2 separate regions of the Triticum aestivum genome follow, and region 2 is linked to region 1. A link is a contact called in public Hi-C data. All regions are on one chromosome and are shown on one strand. Each heading gives the region's core, a stretch centred on a gene start, on an enhancer-like site or on the middle of the called end of the contact. The rest is flanking DNA. Distances are from core to core; before and after follow the strand shown.

Evidence for each region. A called contact is a pair of places that touch in the nucleus more often than the background predicts.
Region 2: a contact with region 1 is called in a Hi-C map of leaf, with 3 times the contacts expected there. The contact joins the promoter of LOC123045685 here to the promoter of LOC123045684 in region 1. A contact is called at or near these places in 2 of 5 Hi-C or Micro-C datasets (leaf and an unstated tissue).

The regions. Positions count from the first base shown.
Region 1 is chr2B:499,821,646-499,826,543 of IWGSC CS RefSeq v2.1, reverse strand. LOC123045684 (probable inactive receptor kinase RLK902) reads left to right here and starts at 2,969. Exons shown (of 2, transcript XM_044468829.1): 1 at 2,969-4,453; 2 at 4,552-4,898. The coding sequence starts at 3,115.
Region 2 is chr2B:500,193,479-500,198,376 of IWGSC CS RefSeq v2.1, reverse strand. LOC123045685 (protein FLOURY 1) reads right to left here and starts at 2,471. Exons shown (of 1, transcript XM_044468830.1): 1 at 751-2,471. The coding sequence starts at 1,945. The coding sequence ends at 1,070.

The DNA of each region.
Region 1 (4,898 bases), core at 1,720-4,219:
TACAAAGAAATATACGTGGACAGGATGGGGCAAATGGATGCGGCCGCGCGCTGGGCGCACGGCCACCGCATCCCAGAACAAGCTCGGACACGACCCGAAACTCCTACCCAAACGGACCGAAACCGAACAAAACGGACGTCCGTTTGGGGTCGCGCGGTGAAGTTGGCCTTACAAACCGGCAGTTTGGCCTAGCCAGCAACAGAAAGCATATAATCTCTTTTCTTGGATCGTAGCCGCGTATGCGACATGATTGCATCAAACAGAATGCCTTTCAGTCAACGGTACGTACCGCACGATCTGAGAAAAATATGTGTCCTCAAAATGGGAAAGCAGTTGAAGGCGCCCCACCATGCGGAAGGTCAGCGTCTCCATGGCCGTGTGTTTGAGCGTGACCAAAGTCCACGCCCTGTGCTGTATTTTGATGCGTCTATCTTTAATCTGGATGATGTGTATGTGCGCTATCCATATACGCGTCAATGCGCGGCAACTTCTTTTCTGCAAAGGCGCCACACTGTCATAAAAAAAGAGCCAGCTATCAGGATTGGGACTTCCATTGCCAAGAGCAGTTGTAATGTTTGCATCTCCTTTTCTTTTTGCGGGGTGTAATGTTTGCATCTATGATATGTTGTAACTTCAATAGTCGAGCCTAATCAGGATCACTTCGTCGAGCTTCTGTAATGAGAGGAAGCAACAGAAGTGAACTTAAATTTTGTATCCCATTTTTTTTTTGAAAGTTAAATTTTATTAGTTCGAAATACTAATAGTTACATCGTCCGTAAGGAGAAGTACAATTTCGCTCATAGGCTCCTCAAGCCAATCGTTAGTTGAAGAAAATCTAGCTAACTTAACAAACTCATGAGCAACTTTGTTCGCTCCGCTACTACAATGTTCGAAACTAGTACGAGAAAAATCACAAGCAAAAAAATAACAATCATCAAAAACTACCATCGCCGTTTTCACAGAATGTCCTCCATTCTTCATGGTATCAATGATCTCCACAATCAGAATTAGTAATGAGACGGTTGCCGTCCGCCTTTTGCGCAACGCTTAGGCTGAATATTAGCACCAGAACTTCAGCCATCGGACATCTGCACACCACTCGATTCTTAAATTTCCGCCAACAATAAAATCCCCTTTATCATCTCTAATGACGATGCCATGCCCTTAATCATGTCTTGATCAAAAGATGCATCAATATTAAGTTTTGCAAAATCCCTAGGAGGCCGAGTCCATTCCCCTCTTTTACTTGTAGCATTGGGGGAAGATGCATTAACGTAATTTGTCGTTAGAGCATCTTAAGTTGTCCCCTCATAGAATCCCCATAGAAATTTGATACACATCTTAAGTTGTCCCCTCATGAACCGGTTTACACCTTTCCTACCACAAAAACTAAGTTGTAATGGCTATCAATTCACGAACATTCTGGAGACCCGGAATGGAGAAATCTTGGTCTGGTAGCAGAAGTAAGAACTCAATGAAAGCCTCACATGCACGATCTTTCACAGGCTCCTTTAATCACTTTATCCATCCCGAGCTTACTCCATACGTCCTTAGCTTTCCGGCACTGAAATAATAGGTGCTTTGTACCTTCTGACTCATGAGAAGAAGATGGGCATTGGAGCAATACTTTCAAATGTCTATTGGCAAGTGTAACACGATAAGAGAGAGTGCCATACAACGTGCGCCAAATAAAGATTTTAACTTTTGTCGAACAAGATAATTTCGAAATGTTAGATCAAATAGGATTAACATCAATTTGTCTCGAACCATTAGTATGTCGAAGTTTACTCCCTTGTTGGTAGTCTCATTCCATAAAATAAGCTGATTGACAGTGAACTTTTTTTTGTAGCTCAACACTATAAAATCTGACATATCATGCAAAGAAAGAGAAATCTCAAGGGCCCGCTGAGCATTAATTGGCCATAACATTTGTTTCATCAGGTCTTCATCCCATTAACTAGTGACTGGAAGCAATAAGATCAAAGAACCTTGATAGAGGTGTCCCCCTCTTGGAGTAATAATGTTCCTATTCTCGCAATTTGGGATTCATTCATCTTCCCAAATAGCAATATTTGGTCCATTGTCCACTCGCCAGATATAACCATGCTTTAACGAATTAACTCTCGTCATAATACTTTGCCAAGTAATAGAGGAGCCCTTTTTAAAAGTTTGCATTTCAACAGATCACCATCGAGAAAATACTTGGCTCTTAAATTTTGCATCCCATCGCTTGCAAAATCTGTCGATAAACGAAGGACGCGATGTGACTGGCTCTGACCACCATTCGTTCTCGGCTATTCCTAATTGTTTTGGCCGTTTGGCCAATTCAATTCTGCACTTGCGAAGGAAATGCGCGTTCCTAGCTCAGCATTGCCGAGAAGTTACTCGCTCAACGGACGGTAACTGACAGACGATCCTCACACACTCGCTCAAATTTTTCCTGCACCTGACGCCATCATGACATTTACAGGCCACCACACAACGCTCATAAACCTCTCGACAGTTACGGTTCCGGCCTTCAGGGACCGGTTTACTTCGTCGCGCACGGCTGCACGACGCCGTCCACGTCCACGTCCACAGCTCCACGCATCATCAACTGAACCAGTCCACGAAGCGAACTGCACTGGGGATATGTCTGCTGACAGCAGGAAAATGGCCAGGGATTCGTGTTTATCACATTGGCCTACAAAGCAGTGGATCTCGATATCAGCAGCTAGCAACAACTGACCAAAATTCAAACGAGCAACTGTTTCGCTGATCGTTTTCGCGCACTGTTGAGTTGAGTTGTGCTCCAGATCATCGTCTCGTACCGTCAGCGTCAACTGGACCAGGAGTAGGATCAATGGCAGCGGGCAGGCGTGCAAACCTCAGCCGTCCAACGTTTCATCGGACGGTCGAGAACAGTCAGACCAAGAATGTGGTTGCGGATTTGCGACATCGTTTTGTGGAAGCGAGTCCGCCCGCCCTCCTCAAGTCTTCTTCCCCTTGTCGCTAAACGAGCCATTTGTGAAGCTTCTTTCCTATATTCCACTTTCTTGTTTCGTCCCTCCCCACCTCTCCTCTTCCAACCCTCTCACATGGTGTGATCGGCCCAGGGAAGGGACCACCGCAGCCATGCCTCCGCCGGTAGCCGCCGCGCTGTCGTTGCTCCTGGCCGTGGCCTTCGGCGCGGCGCGCGGCGCCGAGGACCTGGCGTCCGACACCGCGGCGCTGCAGGCCTTCATCGCGCCGTTCGGGTCGGCGTCCGTGTCCTGGAACGCGTCCCGGCAGACGTGCTCTTGGACCGGCGTCGTCTGCTCCGGCGGCCGAGTCACGGGGCTCCACCTGCCCGGGGACGGCCTCCGCGGCTCCGTCCCCGTCGGCGCGCTCGGCGGCCTCACCAGGCTCACCGTGCTGTCTCTGCGCTTCAACGCGCTCTCCGGCCCGCTGCCGGCCGACCTGGCCTCCTGCGTCAAGCTGCGGGTCATCAACCTGCAGTCCAACCACTTCTCCGGTGAGCTCCCGGCCGCGATTCTCTCCCTCCCGGCGTTGACGCAGCTAAATCTCGCTGAAAACCGGCTCTCCGGGAGAATACCGCCCGCCATTGCCAAGAGCGGGAAGCTGCAGCTGCTCTTCTTGGAGGGCAACCTCTTCACCAAAGAGCTGCCGAACGTCGACATGCCATCCCTCTTGTCTTTTAACGTCTCCTTCAACGACCTCACCGGCGAGGTTCCGAAAGGCTTCGGCGGCATGCCCGCCACATCTTTCCTCGGCACGACACTGTGTGGCAAGCCCCTCCCACCGTGTCGAACACCATCTACCCAACCACCGTCCCAGCCTCCCACGGTTGCCCCCGAAGCCGTGGTCGCGGGAAACGGCCGTGGCCGGCGACACCTCGCCGGCGGTGCCATCGCGGGCATTGTGATCGGCTGCGCTTTGGGCTTCCTGCTTATCGCCGCTGTTCTGGTCATTGCCTGTGGCGCCCTGCGCCGCAAGCCAAAAAGAACCTACCGCAGCCAGGACGCCGTCGCGGCGGAGCTGGCCCTGCACAGCAAAGAGGCAATGAGCCCGAATAGCTACACTCCTCGGGTCTCCGACGCGCGGCCGCCTCCGCCCGCTTCAATGCCGCCTCCGGTCGCCCCCGTCTCCGTGGGGCGGAAGAAGCTTTTCTTCTTCGGGAGGGTGCCGAGGCCGTACGATCTGGAGGACCTGCTCCGCGCGTCCGCCGAGGTTCTTGGCAAGGGCACGTACGGTACCACGTACAAGGCCGCGCTGGAGACGGCGCCCGCGGTGGCGGTGAAGCGTCTCAAGGAGACGTCGCTGCCGGAGCGCGAGTTCCGGGACAAGATCGCGGCGATCGGTGGGCTGGACCATCCTAACGTCGTGCCCCTGCAGGCCTACTACTTCAGCAAGGACGAGCGGCTCATGGTGTACGAGTTCGTCGCCACGGGGAGCCTCTCCTCGATGCTTCACGGTACGTACGCTCAGTGTTCATGTCCGGTTCTCTCTGTTTTCTGGTTCGAAACCCTGCTCCGAATCGGATCAAAATTTCTGAACTGGTGAGAATTTCAGGCAACCGTGGCGCCGGGCGATCGCCGCTGAGCTGGGAGTCGAGGAGGCGGATCGCGCTGGCCTCGGCGCGCGGCCTGGAGTACATCCACGCGACGGGCTCCAAGGTGGCGCACGGCAACATCAAGTCGTCCAACATACTCCTCGGCCGGTCGGTGGACGCGCGTGTGGCCGACCACGGCCTGGCGAGCCTCGTCGGCCCCGCCGGCGCGCCGTCGATGCGCGTGGCGGGCTACCGCGCCCCCGAGGTGGTCGCCGACCCGCGGCGGCTCTCGCAGAAGGCCGACGTGTACAGCTTCGGGGTGCTACTCCTGGAGATGCTGACGGGGAAGGCGCCGACGAACGCCGTG
Region 2 (4,898 bases), core at 1,222-3,721, 370 kb before region 1:
CCACCGGATGCAAGTTTGCCTAATGAATCTATATCATACTACAGTGCAAAACACGTCACCAGCACAGTAAATATGTACTCCCTCCGTTCGAAAATACTTGTCGAAGAAATGCATAAAAATGGATGTATTTAAAACTAAAATACGTCTAGATATATTCATTCCTCCGACAAGTATTTCCGGACGGAGGGAGTACTATCTATGAGATTTGCTTAATTTGAGAACCTGTAAATTGGCTTCAAATTAGCATATGCCACTACAATGCTTTTTTAGAAGAAATACCACTGCAAAAATATCTTTCGACGTAAATATCTTCATATGGTGAAAAATAATTGCCAATGTGAATTATCTAACTTACAATCGATAGCTGACTTTATAGTATCTTAATTATTACTTTTAGCGAATAGCTTAGCAACCAGTGAAGTAATACAGTGCCCTAGTATGCAAGACTGCCAATAGAAGCACGAATCAGACACAGAAAAACTAGCAAACCAAGATTTCACCGTCCAAGAACAATTAAACAGCAGTGCTGGCCAGCACAATAAAAATGGAAATAGCTGAACCCTCCCTGTTTTCAAGTTCAGCCTGATCATGAAGAAATCAAGCGAGAAAGCAAATGTGGCTTGTAAATCAACACAGTCAAAACTCGTAAACGCCTTTTGAGGTATTCCAAAGCTGGGACTTACTCGAAACTGGAAGATTTTTGCATTTAGAAATCCATTATCATGTCCAAAAGACTAGCACGCACATCTATTGAGTTCACAATAATAAGACTTAAAAGGGTCCCGCAGATAGCATTGAGCATTTGTGCAGTTGAAGCATCTAGTACGATTATTAATCACATCTTAGGAGCTTGCAAAGGATGGTATATTTACAGGTGGATATTACATATATCTCTGCAGAGTTTTGCCTGCTTGAGTAATCTCACAGCAGCACCAGCTATCAAAATTTGGGCATTGGGAGGCCCTATATGGCTGCTGAATGCCATACAAAATGAAGAACCTGAACTGTCAAGAACTTCCCCAGCTTCAGGCCAACGTTTCTGCTCCATTGAGCTACCAGGAAGAAGGATCTACAACCGCTTGTCTCGGTCGTCCTCGCTTGTGTCTGACACGGCTCGCTCGGATGAGAACTCTGGCTCCCCGGATTGCATGCCAAACTTATTGATCATCCACTGAAGAGAATCAATCACCTGCCTGTCGTACATCTGCTTCTGCTGCACCATCTCCCGGAACTGCTTGGCCTCGCGCTCCACCAGTGCCTTCTCGTTTCGCAGGCACGCGATCTTGGCCATGGCCTCGTCAGCCGCAGAGGCCGCCGCGCGCCTCTCCTTCTCCAGCTCCTCTAGCGCCGCCTCCTTCAGCCTCCTCTCCCGCACGAGCCGCCGCCTGAGCCGCTCCACGCTGCCCTCCTCCGCGCCGTTCACCTCGCTCGCGATGTCCTCGTCCTCCGTGTTGGCCTCCTGCTCCAGCTCAGAAGCCAGCGACCTCGAAACAGGCTTGTCAGAGCAGCTGCCAGACCGGGCGCGCTCCACGGTGTGGCCCGAGCTGCCGTTCTTCAGAGCCCGCGCCTTCGTCCCACTCCCACACATGGTGCAGACGACGCCTCTGACGCGCACCGCTTGCACGGTGGCGCCCGCGCTCCCCACGAGCCCCTCCACCGCGTCGCAGCGCTTGCCGAGGCGCCAGACCATGGCGGCCAGGTAGAACAGGGACATTACGACGAGCACGTGGTGCGCGCCCACGGAGCGGGAGAGGGCGGCCCAGTGCGCGGCGGAGGCCCACTCGCGGCCGACCTCAGACTCGGAAGCGTGCAGCATCGCGAAGACCCCGAGCGCGGAGCCGACGAGGAAGTAGGCGGCGCCGGCGCCGGGCATGGAGGCGAAAGGGACGCCGGCGAGCGGCTTCAGTAGACCACCGGCACTGGAGATGCGGTTCCAGCCGCCCATGACGACGGAACTTTGACCAGTCCTGCTCCGATTCAGGCGAATAGAATTCTGATTGGGGAGATGGGATCGCTCGGGGCCAGGGCAAATCTTGGAGATCGATCGGCGCGGGGATTTGGGGGAGATGATGAAGAGTCTGGGGGATGGCCAGGAGCCGGGCAGTCCGCGCCGCGGCAGTAGGGTTCTGGTTCAGTAGAGGAAGGGAGATTTCTTCGGATAAGTCGTGGGCGGTATCGCTGCCCTGTGGGTCTCATGATTTGTGTGGGTCCACATTGTCGGTTCGTGGGTTGCGGGACGCGTGGGGGCCGCCGAAAATGAAGGGACATGGGTAGTCGTAGTCGGTACCACTTTGAGGGTTCTTTACTCAAGACGCTGACCCATTCGATGACAGGTGGGCTACCAAATACACGGGTCCCACGCGTCCGTAACATGTTTTTTTGGGACTGTGACCTGGTTTAGGTGTACTAGTTCCGGGAATGTTTTAGACGAGTTCGAGTTCGGGGGTGTGTTTTGAACGAGCGGATATGTGGATGGGAGCATGGGGTTATTTATAAAACAAAATCATGGAATTTTGTTTATATGATTATATCCTCCGTTCCATAATGTTAACAAAGTCTTACATTATGGGACGGACTAAGTAGTAGTTTAAACCTGTGAATCTCAAAATCAAGAATCAATATAGACCCAAATAGCTGGGACTCATAGCTACTGTGCCTAGTGGTGACGCCGGGGCATTCAATAAAATATCAAATAATTGTTGATCGGTTGGTATACTATTGCTAATTGTATGTTGCTATTGCATTGCACAAATGAATACCAATGAATACCAAGGAGAAAATTCTTGGCTCGACCAACTGAATGTGCCTGCTATGGTAGAGCGAATGTATTGTTGTTTTCTAGAATCATCCACGTATTTGAAAGGTTCATATGGTATATGGCTTGCTGTTAGCATCAACTCTTCGCGAGTGGTCATTGTTGGGTTTCGTAGTAATTTCAAAAATTTTCCTACGCACATGCAAGATCATGTGATGCATAGCAACGAGGGGAGAGTGTGGTCTACGTACCCAACGCAGACCGACTGCGGAAGCGATGACACGACGTAGAGGAAGTAGTCGTACGTCTTCACGATCCAACCGATCAAGCACCGAAACTACGGCACCTCCGAGTTCGAGCACACGTTCAGCTCGATGACGATCCCCGGACTCCGATCCAGCAAAGTGTCGGGGATGAGTTCCGTCAGCACGACGGCGTGGTGACGATCTTGATGTTCTACCGTCGCAGGGCTTCGCCTAAGCACTGCAACAATATGACCGAGGTGGAATATGGTGGAGGGGGGCACCGCACACGGCTAAGGAACGATCACGGGGATCAACTTGTGTGTCTATGGGGTGCCCCCTGCCTCAGTATATAAAGGATGGAGGAGGAGGAGGCCGGCCAAGGCTATTGGTGCGGCCAGGATGGGAGTCCTACTAGGACTCCAAGTCCTAGTAGGAGTCCATCAAGAGGGGAGGAAGGGAGAAGGAATAGGAGGAGAAGGAAAGGTGGCCGGCCCCCTTTTCCCTAGTCCAAATCGGACCAAAGGGGAGGGGGGGCGCAGCAGCCTTTTTCCTCTTCCCACTAAAGCCCATCAAGGCCCATTACTTCTCCCGTATTCCCGTAACTCCCCGGTACTCCCGAAAATACCCGAATCACTCGGAACCTTTCCGAACTCCGAATATAGTCGTCCAATATATCGATCTTTACGTCTCGACCATTTCGAGACTCCTCGTCATGTCCCCGATCTCATCCGGGACTCCGAACTCCTTCGGTACATCAAAACTCATAAACTCATAATATAACTGTCATCGAAACCTTAAGCGTGCGGACCCTACGGGTTCGAGAACAATGTAGACATGACCGAGACACGTCTCCGGTCAATAACCAATAGCGGGACCTGGATGCCCATATTGGCTCCTACATATTCTACGAAGATCTTTATCGGTCAGACCGCATAACGACATACGTTGTTCCCTTTGTCATCGGTATGTTACTTGCCCGAGATTCGATCGTCGGTATCCAATACCTAGTTCAATCTCGTTACCGGCAAGTTTCTTTACTCGTTCTGTAATACATCATCTCACAACTAACATATTAGTTGCAGTGCTTGCAAGGCTTATGTGATGTGCATTACCGAGAGGGCCCAGAGATACCTCTCCGACAATCGGAGTGACAAATCCTAATCTCGAAATACGCCAACCCAACATCTACCTTTGGAGACACCTGTAATGCTCCTTTATAATCACCCAGTTACGTTGTGACGTTTGGTAGCACCCAAAGTGTTCCTCCGGCAAACGGGAGTTGCATAATCTCATAGTCATAGGAACATGTATAAGTCATGAAGAAAGCAATAGCAACATACTAAACGATCAGGTGCTAAGCTAATGGAATGGGTCATGTCAATCAGATCATTCAACTAATGATGTGACCTCGTTAATCAAATAACAACTCTTTGTCTATGGTTAGGAAACATAACCATCTTTGATTAACGAGCTAGTCAAGTAGAGGCATACTAGTGACACTCTGTTTGTCTATGTATTCACACATGTATTATGTTTCCGGTTAATACAATTCTAGCATGAATAATAAACATTTATCATGATATAAGGAAATAAATAATAACTTTATTATTACCTCTAGGGCATATTTCCTTCAGTCTCCCACTTGCACTAGAGTCAATAATCTAGTTCACATCGCCATGTGATTTAACAGCAATAGTTCACATCACCATGTGATTAACACCCATAGTTCACATCGCTATGTGACCAACACCCAAAGGGTTTACTAGATTCAGTAATCTAGTTCACATCGCTATGTGATTAACACCCAAGGAGTACTAAGGTGTGATCATGTTTTGCTTGTGAGAGAATCTTAGTCAACTGGTCTGCCACATTCAGATCCTCATGTATTTTGCAAATTT